4 separate regions of the Gossypium hirsutum genome follow, and all the other regions are linked to region 1. The links are chromatin contacts, called in public Hi-C maps. All regions are on one chromosome and are shown on one strand. The core of a region is the stretch at or near the end of the contact, and the rest is flanking DNA. Distances in the headings are between cores, read along the strand shown.

Evidence for each region. Hi-C and Micro-C count contacts between places; a contact is called where the count stands out from the background.
Region 2: a contact with region 1 is called in a Hi-C map of leaf, with 1.7 times the contacts expected there. The contact joins the promoter of LOC107953045 here to the promoter of LOC107950859 in region 1. A contact is called at or near these places in 2 of 34 Hi-C or Micro-C datasets (anther and leaf).
Region 3: a Hi-C map of leaf shows a contact between it and region 1, with 1.8 times the contacts expected there. The contact joins the promoter of LOC107950738 here to the promoter of LOC107950859 in region 1. A contact is called at or near these places in 7 of 34 Hi-C or Micro-C datasets (callus and leaf).
Region 4: a contact with region 1 is called in a Hi-C map of leaf, with 1.9 times the contacts expected there. The contact joins the promoter of LOC107897055 here to the promoter of LOC107950859 in region 1. A contact is called at or near these places in 5 of 34 Hi-C or Micro-C datasets (callus and leaf).

The regions. Positions count from the first base shown.
Region 1 is chrA08:8,775,160-8,778,357 of Gossypium_hirsutum_v2.1, reverse strand. It overlaps LOC107950859, which reads right to left and starts at 1,855. Exons shown (of 3, transcript XM_016885794.2): 1 at 1,569-1,855; 2 at 1,092-1,484. The coding sequence starts at 1,709.
Region 2 is chrA08:8,987,488-8,990,711 of Gossypium_hirsutum_v2.1, reverse strand. It overlaps LOC107953045 (protein mago nashi homolog), which reads left to right and starts at 1,856. Exons shown (of 3, transcript XM_041075819.1): 1 at 1,856-2,503; 2 at 2,899-3,075. The coding sequence starts at 2,285. LOC107896308 (uclacyanin-3) reads left to right here and starts at 677. Exons shown (of 2, transcript XM_016821487.2): 1 at 677-1,045; 2 at 1,124-1,614. The coding sequence starts at 892. The coding sequence ends at 1,503.
Region 3 is chrA08:8,536,419-8,539,710 of Gossypium_hirsutum_v2.1, reverse strand. LOC107950738 (structure-specific endonuclease subunit slx1) reads left to right here and starts at 1,475. Exons shown (of 3, transcript XM_016885686.2): 1 at 1,475-1,887; 2 at 2,109-2,215; 3 at 2,370-2,730. The coding sequence starts at 1,670. The coding sequence ends at 2,551.
Region 4 is chrA08:8,905,057-8,908,348 of Gossypium_hirsutum_v2.1, reverse strand. It overlaps LOC107897055 (cyclin-U4-1), which reads left to right and starts at 1,288. Exons shown (of 2, transcript XM_016822427.2): 1 at 1,288-2,113; 2 at 2,633-3,186. The coding sequence starts at 1,779. The coding sequence ends at 2,915. LOC107896945 (pentatricopeptide repeat-containing protein At1g02150) reads left to right here. Exons shown (of 3, transcript XR_001684006.2): 3 at 181-551.

The DNA.
Region 1 (3,198 bases), core at 606-3,105:
CTAAGTTGACATTTAAAATCTATTTAAACTATCACATAAGACTACCATTAGGGAGGTAACGGAGTTTAACAGTGAAATGATCACTTCGTAACATAACGATAACGTAAGTGACTAAAACATAATATTTCAAATATAAATAATTAAAATATGATATGAGACTATTCCTATAAACTATTAAAATAGTGTCGGCAGCTGTAGCAATCGTACAATAGAAATATTAAAGTACACATACATGATTGTTATTTGTTAAAATGTGCTTTATTAATAAATTACAAAATGATGACAGGTTAGTTAAATAAGACCTATTCAATAGATAAAATTCTGTAAAATATTTTATATTTTATTTTCAAAAGATGATTATTTCATCCTCACACGATGTAGGTGAATCAATCCTATATACCCTTTTCATGTGATTCAGGGAGTAGCTTGCCTAAACTTTGGGGCGCACCCATTGCTCAATGACCTTCCACCACGTACCATCAATGCCATTCAATCGTAGAATGCCACATGCTACCTTGACGTAGCTGTCTTTCACGTTGTATTGAACTTCATTTCATATTAAAAGTCAAAACCAAATTTCTAATATCTCCTTAATTAAACATTTTTTTATATATATATTCTCCCGATTGGACCACCTACACTACAACCCCATGGCCATGGACATATATTCCCACAATTCCATAAATTTCGAAGCAATGCATGTTGAAAATCTATCATAAGTGGTGAAAATAAATCCGAGTTTGAGAAAATTATTCATATAAAACATAAAATTCTTGGTTTGGCGGCATATTAAGAATTGAATTATAACTTTCAAAGATTATAAGCTCTTTTTCTTTGTTATTAATTAGAATTTATATTTCGCCTAATTTTTTATCATTTTTTTATATATACTTTAATTTTTAATATAATTTGACACTTAAATATCTTATTTTAATTAAAATATTTTAGTAAAAATGAATTATTCAAAAAAATTTAAATCAATTTTAATCTTTAAGTTTTTATTTTATATTTCAATATATTTTATTTTATAATCGAAGAATTATTCAAGAAAATGAAAGAACTATTAGAGAAGGTCAAAGAAAGAAGCATACCGTGAAAATGAAACTGTAGCCACGCCTCAACACTTCCGTAAGGAAAAAAGTTCTTCTCCACATCATCTTGATAAAATCCCGGGACATGAATACCTTCTCCTCCCCGAAATCTACACCCTCCGTCACCAATCTGTAACAGTGCAATCGCTTGAACATGCACCGATCGTAAGCCGTCTGATCCACCGCAACCAGGAGCAGGTGGTCCAGCAATGGCCTCGTATCTTCACCCAGCCAAAAGCTCTCCAAGAAAAGGTCCAGCATTGTGGTCTCCGCATTAACGCTTTGCTCGACGTAAGCCCTGTTGACAACCGCTATTATGACGGTCTTATTCCGCATCGAAGCTTCCTCTAACGCCAAATCAAGCTCGTCTTTCACAGCAAACTCTACAGCAGTCTTTATAAAAAAAACTGATATTACAGTCTGCACACACGTGTATATATATATATACATGAGAAGTTAATATTAATAAATACTTACAAAATTTTTGGGAGAACCGTTGGGTTGATCGAAGGGGAGTAACGGGTTTGAAGGAGACCATACACATATGTAGAGAAAGCCAGCGAAAAGGAGAAAAACAATGGCGGAAGTTCCAGGGGAAAACTTCTTTGTATGTTCCATTGAAGGAGAGAGAGGGGTGTGTTGGGGTTTGAAGTTGCTAAGAGGACGAAGTTAAAAGGCTTTGGTTTATATTTGGTGTGTCAGGAGTACAGGAGGTGAGATGGGTCAAATGCATAATTTTGGTAGAATTGTCACACGAAGTGGCTGAGGGGCAAACCAGCGGTTGATTTGGCATGGATTTTAGATATAAGATATAATGACTCTTTTGGACTTTAGTTTTATAAAAAATTTCTTTTTAGTTTTTTTTAACTCTAAAATATGTTTGTTTGTGAAATTACTTTAAAATAGATAAAAAAGTTAATATTTATTAATTTTGAGGTGATTTAACAAACAATTCAAGTTTAAGGATTAAAAGATGTGAAAAATTAAATAAATAGTTAAAGTTATTTTTTTTTATAAAGTTGGAGGTCCAAAAAATTTCATTTTGCTTACTTATTATTATTTGTTCAAGGCATAGGTTTTACTTATAGGTTAATAACTTGTAAATGAATATATTCTACTATTATATGTTACAAATATAATTCTTACGCTTTGCATTGGATTGATTATTTATTTGTATTAAATTATTGAGTAAAAATTTAAAAGTTAAAATATGTTTATTTAAAAGTTAAAATATGTTTTGAGTCTCTATATGTTTTGTACATTTAAAATTAGTCCATAATTTTATTTTCATGAATTTAATCTTTTTACTTTTTAAAATTTAAAATTCATGTCTAATTGTTATTACTATTAAAATTCTTCTATTAATTTTACTTGAGTGACATTTTGAAATTAAATATATATATTCAACTGGTAGCATGCAATAATAAAAATAATGTTGAAAATACTAATTAGGATTTCTTTTCTTATAAATACTCGTTCGAACTCATCATTGGAAAATATTTTTTGTTCTAGTGTTCTTAAGAAAAATTGATGTCGACATTTTATTGAAATAATTAACAATATTAACTAGTTAAACTAACTAATGACATTATAAAGTAGAGGAATCAAAATATATAAATAATTAAAACAAATGTATTAAATCTTAAGTTTTAGCATAGTATAGGAGTCAAAGTTGAAATTTGACCATTATTTTATAATGTTTAAAAAACAAATTATTAGTTTCTAAGTCTTTTATGTCATTCAAATTATATATAATCATGTAATATTTTAACAAAAAAGTTAATAATATTAATTATTTGAGCTAATTAATAATATTATAAAAAAATATAGAGGTAAAATTACATTAGAAATTAAATTAATTTATGATAAATCCCTTCAAAAATAATGAGATAATAAATTAATATATGATAAAATTAGACGAAAAATATTACTTTTGCAAAACACGTATTCTGTCACCTGGCCATTAAAATTAATCTTGATTAAGACTTGTCATTCAACCAATTAATGAACATTTTAAGAGAAGAAAACCCAAGTTTTGTTTGAGGGTCATAATCATAAAAATTTATATATTAAACAAGAATGAGTGATTAGTAATGAGAGACAAATA
Region 2 (3,224 bases), core at 607-3,106, 210 kb before region 1:
TTAAATGGTATTATTAGTAAGTTTAAATTGATAAAATAATTAATTACCGTCATTAAAGTGATGAAGTAAATTTTTTTTAATGTTATTTAAGCACACAATAAATATTTAAAAATTTACATATAAGGCGGATGTACATTTTCATTTTAATAGCAATAACTAATAGTATTATTAATTTAAATGTATTAATTATTAATAATATTATAAAAATAGAAAAATCAAATTATATCAAATTAAAGTAGATAAATAAAATTAAAAAACACTAGTAAAACCAAAATAGATCCTTAAAATATAATTTAAGACATAAATTTGGTGCATAAACAAGACATCAGTTTCAACCTGTTTCAGTTACACAAGTTCTCCAAAGGTGGTTAGGTTAGAGATTCTAGATTGTATTTGTTTAGGCTGAAACTTTTGACTCTTATCTAATAGGTACAAATGTTAAAAAGGAAAATGACTTCACCAAATGGGTAATGTAATGATAAAAGATTTGTGTTAAAATTAAATTAGAAATAAAAATAAATGTTGATTTTTATTCTGCAATTTCACCCCATTAAATTCTATACAAGTGAGAGAGCAAAGATTATAAAAAGTCCCACACAGAGGCTGCTAGCTGAACCTATCAATACCCTTTTTTTCTTTCTTATTTGAATCAAAAGGCAGCAATATATATATATATATTCAATTTGATTTGGTGAGGAGGAGATGGAAGAATATTAATTAAGCTAACATTAATTATTGGCTTTAGTAAGAATAATAGAGAAATTGCTTGACTTTTTGCTTCTATAAATCATACTTTCAGCCTTCTATATAACACAACATAACGTGCTAAGAGTCCCTTCACCGTCCTTTATTTTTTTCCAACTAAAATTAGGCTTTAAACTTTATAACATTATGGGTTTAGCAGCAGCCCTCCTCTTCCTCCTCCTAGCAGCTCCGGCGGCTTTTGCCGAGCAATACACCGTAGGAGACAGCAGCGGTTGGACCACGACCGGAGATTACCAAAGTTGGGTTCAAGGGAAAACATTCACCGTAGGCGACACACTTTGTAAGTTGCTTCCTTACCAAAATTAAGCCAAAGTAAGATAACAATATGAATGACCCTGTTTGTATTTTTTCGTTTTAGTGTTTACCTACGGTGGCAGCCACTCGGTGGAGGAAGTATCCAAGAGCGACTACGATAATTGCAACACCGGCAATGCTATTAAATCCTACAGCGATGGGAACACTGTCATCACACTGTCCAATCCAGGGGCAATGTATTTCATATGCCCCACCATAGGTCACTGTGCTGGTGGCATGAAGCTAGCCATCAATGTTGTAGCAGCTAGTGGCAACTCACCCTCCACCCCCTCTACTCCGTCTGGTTCCACCACTCCTTCCGGGACTCCCCCCAGTGGTGGTACAACAACTTCTCCCCCGTCAACACCTAGCGGAGCTCCGAGCACCGTGAATTATGGTTTTATGGTAGCCTTGTTGGGAGCCGTTGTTGGAATTATGAGCTAGGGGAGAGGCAGTGCTATTGTTTATTGGCTTATTTGCTTTCGTTTTCGTCAATATTCTGTGTGATTTTATTTTATTTTTCCTTTATGAACCAGAGATGGAGATTTATGTTTTTATGATCTTCTAAATAATTTGCCTTAAATTATGATTAAAAAACAGGTCTTTTATCCTATGTTCATCACAATATATATATTGAGCCTACGAAGTCAAATTTATAAGAGATAAAAGGAATCTTTAAGACTTGGACAATTACAGCAAACCATAATTGTTGTATTAGTTTGGTTCAGTAAGACATCATTATCATTATCATTATATTTTATTAGTCAATCATACATCGACTAAACTCCAACAATAGTTTGTAGTTTTTAAAAATACCCAATATAAAAACATGTTTTTGTGAGTTAATTTGGATGAATAATGTATTTATCTCTAATTAGTGTAAAAACAGTGATAATAGCGTAGGGTAAAAAGTAAAATAAACGCACTGCACCGTACCCAATAGTACATCTAAATCTCCCTAAAATTTTAAAGGTTATTTAATCAATTCTAATTTAACTTATTTAATTATACTCTACATTTCTAATTTTGAGGATATCCTTAATTCATACTGAGATTATGCATGGAGGAGATTAAACGGCCCAGCCCAAACAAAACTTGGGAGGCCCAATAACTAGGTGGACCCATCAATATATCCAGAAAAATCCCTTGGACTTGGAAGTGTTTTCAGTGTTGTTTGCTTTCTTTTCGAGAATCTTACAAGAAAAAAAAAAGAGAGGGAAAAACAATGGCGGCCGAGGAGGAGAGCGGAGAGTTTTACCTCCGTTACTACGTAGGGCATAAAGGGAAATTTGGGCACGAATTTTTGGAGTTCGAGTTCAGGCCGGACGGGAAGCTACGATATGCTAACAACTCCAACTACAAAAACGACACCATGATCCGCAAAGAAGTCTTCCTCACCCCTGCCGTTCTCAAGGAATGCCGCCGCATCATCACCGAGAGCGAGGTCTCCTATCCTTTTTCAACCCTTTACTTCGCCTTAATGCTTTCCTTAATTCTTTTCCACTTTAATTCAACTTTGCCTAGGGTTTGGGATCAAAAATTAGGTTTTCTTTTTCTTGTTTTCTCTATGTTTTGCTTAAATAACGAGTTTGTATTTATTGTCTTTTGTTTCCAGTTCTGATTGATGTAAATATTTTGTAATTTTCTGATTTTACTGCAGTTTTTCAAATTGCCCAGCTGGGTTTTAGGTTAAAAGATTTAGTTTTAGTTGATTATTTATTTCTTCGATTAATGGTAACTTGCGGTTCTTTCGACGCTCAGGATGGTTTAAATTTGCAATTTTTATTAATTATGGTTCTTGATATTATTGTTCAATTCTATTGGGCATTCTTTGTCTAGATCATGAAGGAAGATGACAACAACTGGCCAGAACCTGACCGTGTCGGACGGCAGGAGCTCGAGATTGTGATGGGGAATGAGCATATTTCTTTCACTACTTCAAAGATTGGGTCCCTTGTTGATGTTCAGAGCAGCAAGGATCCCGAAGGGCTTCGTATATTTTATTATCTGGTTCAGGTCAGTTAATAGACATTGTCAATCTGCTGTTTTGCTCTCTTCAGTCATGTTGTGATCCCCCTTTGGGCCTTTGTATTGCATCATTTAGTATAGGGAAAAGGTTCTAGTATATTTTCTCTTGTTTGTTGCCTCACTCGTTCTTTAACACG
Region 3 (3,292 bases), core at 226-2,725, 240 kb after region 1:
TTCACTCTAAAAACCCATAATTTCGTTTGTACTGACAATAATTTACTTTTATAAAAAAATGTGTATTACATAATCTTAACTTTTATGATATTTTTAGGACTTCATTGATATTATAACAATTGTTTAATTTTTGCGAAAAATCAATGAAGATATGCATGTGAAGTTTCATGATTTATATATGATGGCTTTCTAATTCTATATGATTTGATTATGGCATGGGTAAAGATAGGTAGATTCTAATGATGGGATGAGATGATATTCAGAATGATTGATCTCTTAATATCATATCTTGAAAACCATAAACCTTAACAAATACTTTTCCTTAATTAATTAGAATACATTATATATTAAATCAGTCCATCAAACTTAGGTGTCCCTGGAGAAAGATATTTCATGTTGTTTAATATTATTTCAACAGTTCATAAATTGTCGTTATAATTGTTGAAACTTTAGCATAAATGCATTTTAGTTCGCTCGAATTTATGCCTTCCCGTATTAATAATAATGTCAATATCAATTATGCTAAAATTCAATTGACAGTTAAATTTCAATTTGAACCCCAAATTTACTAAAAGTTTGTTAAACTTTTAGTATTATGTTCTAATATGAATCATAAACCAGTGGCTCTTTCTATTGTACATGCAAGATTAGTTGGACTAGCACTCACTTTTTTGTAGGTTATATATTTAAGTGGCTTTCTTGATTGCATCTACATCGGGTAAATTTGGTTAATTCAAATTCCAGCACTTATGTTATGTGTTGTATCTACGATAATATCATCTGTTTCGATGGAGGAGGGGGGTATGCCCCTTTCTATTTCTACATCTAGGACCTAACTTGTACCATTGATAATAATAGGAACTGAACCATTATGGCAAAGAAAAGTTTGATTCATAGGGAGAAGAGGCAAAAATTGGAACAAAAATTTCACTTAATTCTTCGGTCCTCAAAAAAAGAAATAAGAAAAGTTCCTTCATTGAGTGAGAAATGAAAAATTCATGGAAAATTACAATCCTCACCTTGAAATAGTGCACCCACACATCTTCATCGACGTTGCTTTTCGACTAGAAGACCGAGAGCTAACTATCGAGAGTTTGGACTATCCGGACGCATACTTCGTGAAATGGTTCACGCATGTTTGTTGCCGGGGGTAACAAGATCAAGTTGGTAAGAATTAAAATATTCCTTCCTTTTTTTTATTTATTTCTATGATCGATGAAAATAGATGGGCCCCTTTACCATTCCATATAAATAGGCTATTCTATTTGTCCATACATGGAAGAGGGGCGCATGCAATCTTTGTTTGTCCATTAGCTTAGTTTCTTTTCATCGCGAAATAGAGTAATTGATAGCTTGCAAGGCTCAAAACCTTGAGCTTGAGGTTATGGGTTCAAATCTCCTGATATTGCTTCTTGAATTAGGCAGGCTATGGTTAATTCATAATAAACTGTATATGGCCGAAACAATTAAAAATGGAATCCATTTTATCCATTTGGGCCTATGTTAAAACTAACTGAACCTGGAGTTTGATTGTAACTTCAGTAATGGGTTTGCCAGAAAAATCACAGCCCTTAATTCAAAATGAATTCCAGAAGGGCAAAATTTTACCGTTGAATTAAAATCCCAAAATACAACAACTCTTGGGATCGGATGATTAGTTGAGGTTGAGATGAGGCTGCTCACATCAACATTCCGATCTGTGAAACACCCAATTCCAATCCCAATCCCAGACCCTAAACCCAATATCGTAAAACCATCGTTGCCGTCAGAATCGAGTGCCGTTGCAAAATCGAAATCAGAACTAAAAGCCTGGTGCGTTTACCTAATTCTTTCCACCAATTCCCCCATTAAAACCTACGTTGGTGTCACCAACAATTTCTCTCGCCGGTACCATCCTCTTTCATATATCTTCTATTTGAAACTGAAATCCTTATTTGTGTCACTTGTTTTGGGTTTGATTGCTTGTTTTTGAGCAGTAATTGATAAATTTGTAGAAATTGCTTTAAATGTCTGCTTTGTGAATTTGGCTTCGTCTTCTTTTTTTTTTTCTTCTTTACACAAGAAAATGATTCAAAATAACTAAAAATATTGAGCTTTGATAATTGCAGTTTGAAGCAACATAATGGTGAACTTAGCGGTGGCGCAAAAGCATCTCGTGCTGGAAGGCCATGGGTCTGCGCCTGTGTAGTTCGGGGTTTCCATGACCAAAGTGAAGGTATTTTCACTTTCTTCTACATTCATGTATTTATTAGCATGAAATTTGCTAACATGATGGATGTGTTCAATTAGATTAAATACAAAATTTCTGCTATGAATATGATCTTAACATAGCTAAGCATACCTGTTGACGTTTCCTTATTTTATTTTAGCTTGTGAGTTTGAATTCAAATGGAAAATGGTCTCAAGAAAACTGCCTCGCAAAAAGAAGAATAAGGAAGCTGATGATTGCTCCCTAACGTTATTACAACACAGGCAAACAGCTTTGAACAAGGTTAAAGGTATGTTGGATTGCAGTCACTTAGAAGTTGAATGGCAAATGAGTACTTCCTAATTCATAATACCTCCAATTCTTGATAATTTTCATTGTCTTCAAAATATTGTACGAAGAGGTGTTCATCAAAAGATAGAAAATCATTGAATATGTAATACTAATTGTTATAAATGCTACAACCATTTGTAATAACTGGCCAAAGGGAAAGCCTTAAATCATTATTGATGATGATTTGAATAGTCCCATTTCTTGTTTTTCTTACTTTACCTTGATTCTGTGTAGATAACGTAACATTGTTTGATACAAAAAGCATGTTTTTTGAAGCAATATAGTCCATTCTGTACCGGTTCCTGTTGCACCGGTCGGTGTGCACCGTTCCAATAATAAATTGGAACAATTATTTCTCTTTTTTGTACTGGTGTAAATTCCAGTATGTACCGCACCAGCTTGTTCCAACCAATTTAGGTTGCACCGGCCGGGACATTGCATATTGGACGGTGCATGAAGAATGCTTAAAAATAGATAAAATTATTATTATTTAACCAACTTTAATATTTTTTATTAATCAAATTTAAAATTTAAACAAGGTAAAGGAGGAACTTTAAAATTGTAAGTAGAAAATTAATGAATAATAAAAAGTAAAGAATTTATATAACAGAAAAGAAAAAAGACAACTTCTAAATGCTTCACAAACACAACATTTTATATATGTTTTTGTTAAACTTTCATTTTATATATTTAGTGTAGAGTTTTTTAAATAATGTTATGGATGATTTGTTGTTTAATGAGTGAGATGGTTTT
Region 4 (3,292 bases), core at 39-2,538, 130 kb before region 1:
AATATCTGATGCTTTGATCATTGATGAGAAGTGAGAGCAAAGGTGGGTCAAATAGAAAAAAGAAAAAAAGAGAAAAAAAACGAATCCCAGTTTTGCAAGTTTCGTTGCTAATTTGATTATCACAAACTACAGTGTTTTGATGTGTAAAACAAAGTGGTGCATCATTTTTCTGTTTTCCAGCTGGAATATTTATATCAGGCTATACCCTCAATGAGCATTCATACATGGAAGAATCATATCATCACCACACACTAGATGATGTTTCAGAAGGTCAAAATTTTGACAAGTCCGTGAATCCAAACAAAAGCAGACAAATAAAGCAGACCCGTGGCCAGGGTAGTCTTCATCTTCTAAGTTATTGTTTTGTTGTTAATTTTCTGCACAAAAGTCATGCAACATCCCTGATCTAGTACAGAAGTTGCCAAGCATATCCTATGGGCTATTATTTGGTACTAAGTTTAAGAAGATAACATGTCTCTCTTTAGATATATTTAAAATTTTTAAAAAAATTAGGCACATGTTGTTATCTTTATAATTTATTCTTTCCACTACATACTCGTAATCCTGAATATATATATATTATAAATTGGCATCAAAATTCAAAACCCTGAATATATATTACAAATTAGTATCAAAATTCAAAACGTTTTAATTGAGTTTTTAAAGTATCAATTATCATATCAATCAAATCTTTTTGTTAATCTAATTATTAGCCTAGTCTTAAAATGATCAAATCTTCTCGTTAACCTAATTATTAGCTTAGTCATAAAATGAATATTTGAATTTGATGTGAAACATATTTAAAATGTATTACATTGATAGTTTGAATTTGACATGAAATATATAATTAAATTATAAATATATATATTTACCACCAACAACTTAATTCTAACATAATGACATGTTGGTTTTATTATTACTATTATTTAACATGACAAACTTAAGTTGCCATTACGATAAGAGTATATACTTTTATTTAGAGTTTGATCAGTATATTTTAAATATATTCAACTTTAAAACTAATATTTAACATCTAAACGAAATAATAAATTTACAAAAAGTAGTTATTTATTTAACACTACATGTAAAAAATTAATGAAGTTTGGAATTAATTTAAAGTTGAAGTCATGTTTGAGGATGTTTGGCATATAATATAATATATAATTTGTTATAGGGAAAGAGCATCCTAGAAAAGAAGGAGAAAAGCATAGGCCGAATACATGGTACCCATCCCAAAAAAACATAACAGATCCAATCTGCTTAGATTTGGAACACATGCTGCAAAGTGCAAGTATCTTTCAGAGACAGGACCCACAAATTACAATCAACATTTTCCCACATGAAATCACATGATGGCCATTGCATGCCATCACCACTACAACATTAGCTACAATTTAATCACGGGAAACCTTTCAAGCAAAATGACTTTAATCCCCAAATCAACCACCTTTCTCTTCCCTTTAGCACAAGTTTCCAAATTTTAATATCGATTTGATGATGTATTTTCTATATGAAAACAACACATTTTAACCTATTAATTTCACCTTCACCTCAAAATCAAGTCATATAGAGTCATTTTCAATAAATAAATACCTTTGAACTTGTGTACCAGCCTCTTATTGGTAAAATCCCACGTTTCTTCACCAAATGGGTACTCCTTTCATTGAAAATACCTACCCTTTAACGACCACCTTACCTGTTTTATAAATATTTCACCTCAACCAGAGAAGCCACGCAACACATTCAACTCTTTTCTGGTCCTAAAAACCTTCTCAGCCATGGCAGAGCTAGACAACCCAAATGTGATGTCAAATCTCATAACTTTCTTGTCTTCTCTCATCCAAAATGTGGCTGAATCCAACGATCTAAACTGTGGGTTCCAGGCTCAGAAGATTTCAGTTTTTCATGGCCTAACAAGCCCAACCATCTCCATTCAAAGCTACCTACACAGAATTTACAAGTACGCCAATTGCAGCCCCTCTTGCTTTATTGTTGCTTATGTTTATCTTGATCGGTTTGCTCAAAGGCAACCCTCCTTGCCCATCAATTCTTTCAACGTTCATCGCTTGCTTATTACGAGTGTGATGGTTGCTGCAAAGTTCATGGATGATATGTAAGTGTTCTTAACTTGTTTGTATAAATCACTCAAAGAATTATTGGATTTCATTTATGGGTTTTGGGTCTTTAGATACTTTGATCTCTTCCATGTTCTTTGAATTATGACTGAATTTAAGCTCTTTTTTTTTTTTGGTTCTTTTCTTTTTGACCTTTTCCCCCTTAGTTGAAGTCAAATGATTAGATATGGTGGAATTGTAGAGCCATTGAATTTGCCAGAAGAATGATTTCTTTGCCGTTCCAACAAATTGTAGGCATGTGAATCCTGGCTGTCCTTCTGACAGTCAGAAAACAATATATATATATACACACACAAAGTTGTTTCTGCAAAGAAGCCTATAATTGAAGTTCAGTGTGATAGGCCAACCTGTTCATTTTTTTGGTTCCTTTTGACCATACACTTCAAATATTCTGGAAAAAAAGAAAAAGTAAGACAAGTGGATAATACACTTTTAATATTCTACCAAAGTACCAAACATTGAGTTTGACCTGACTTTTGGAACATTTATCTTTGTAGGTATTACAACAACGCTTTCTATGCAAAAGTAGGAGGAATCAGTACAACAGAAATGAACTTCCTTGAAGTGGATTTTTTATTTGGGTTGGGATTCCATTTAAATGTAAACCTCAAAACCTTTCACACCTACTATTCCTACCTGCAAAGACAGATGATGATGATGTTGCAACCTCCACCACCAAGTACTGCACCAGAATCCTCTATAGAGTCCACATTGAAAGTCCATTTGTGCTTTAGTGACGAGGAATCCACATCTCATCAAAAGGAACAACTAGCTGTTTAAGGCCTTCAATTTAGTGTTTAGCTCTCAATGTCGTTTCAATTTTGGCGTTTTCTTGTGGATTTCCCTTTTTTTTTTTTGGGGGGGGGGTGGTTGGATCTCAAATTGTTTATGCATGTACAGATACTGGGAGTTGCTTTCTTTTTTACAGCCTGGCTATATACATATATGTAAGTCTTTTTTTCTTTCTTCTGAATTTATTACTCCTGCTTTGTTTTGATTCATGATTGTGGCCTTTTTTTTTTCAATGATGAGGAAAATTGTAAATTCCTTTAACACGTTGTAAGGTTCATTTTCATTGATGCTCCTCATTTTCCTCCCAATTCTAGTTATAGTAAGGGAGTAATTTTGATTGATACCACATGCCGTTGTTCACGTTA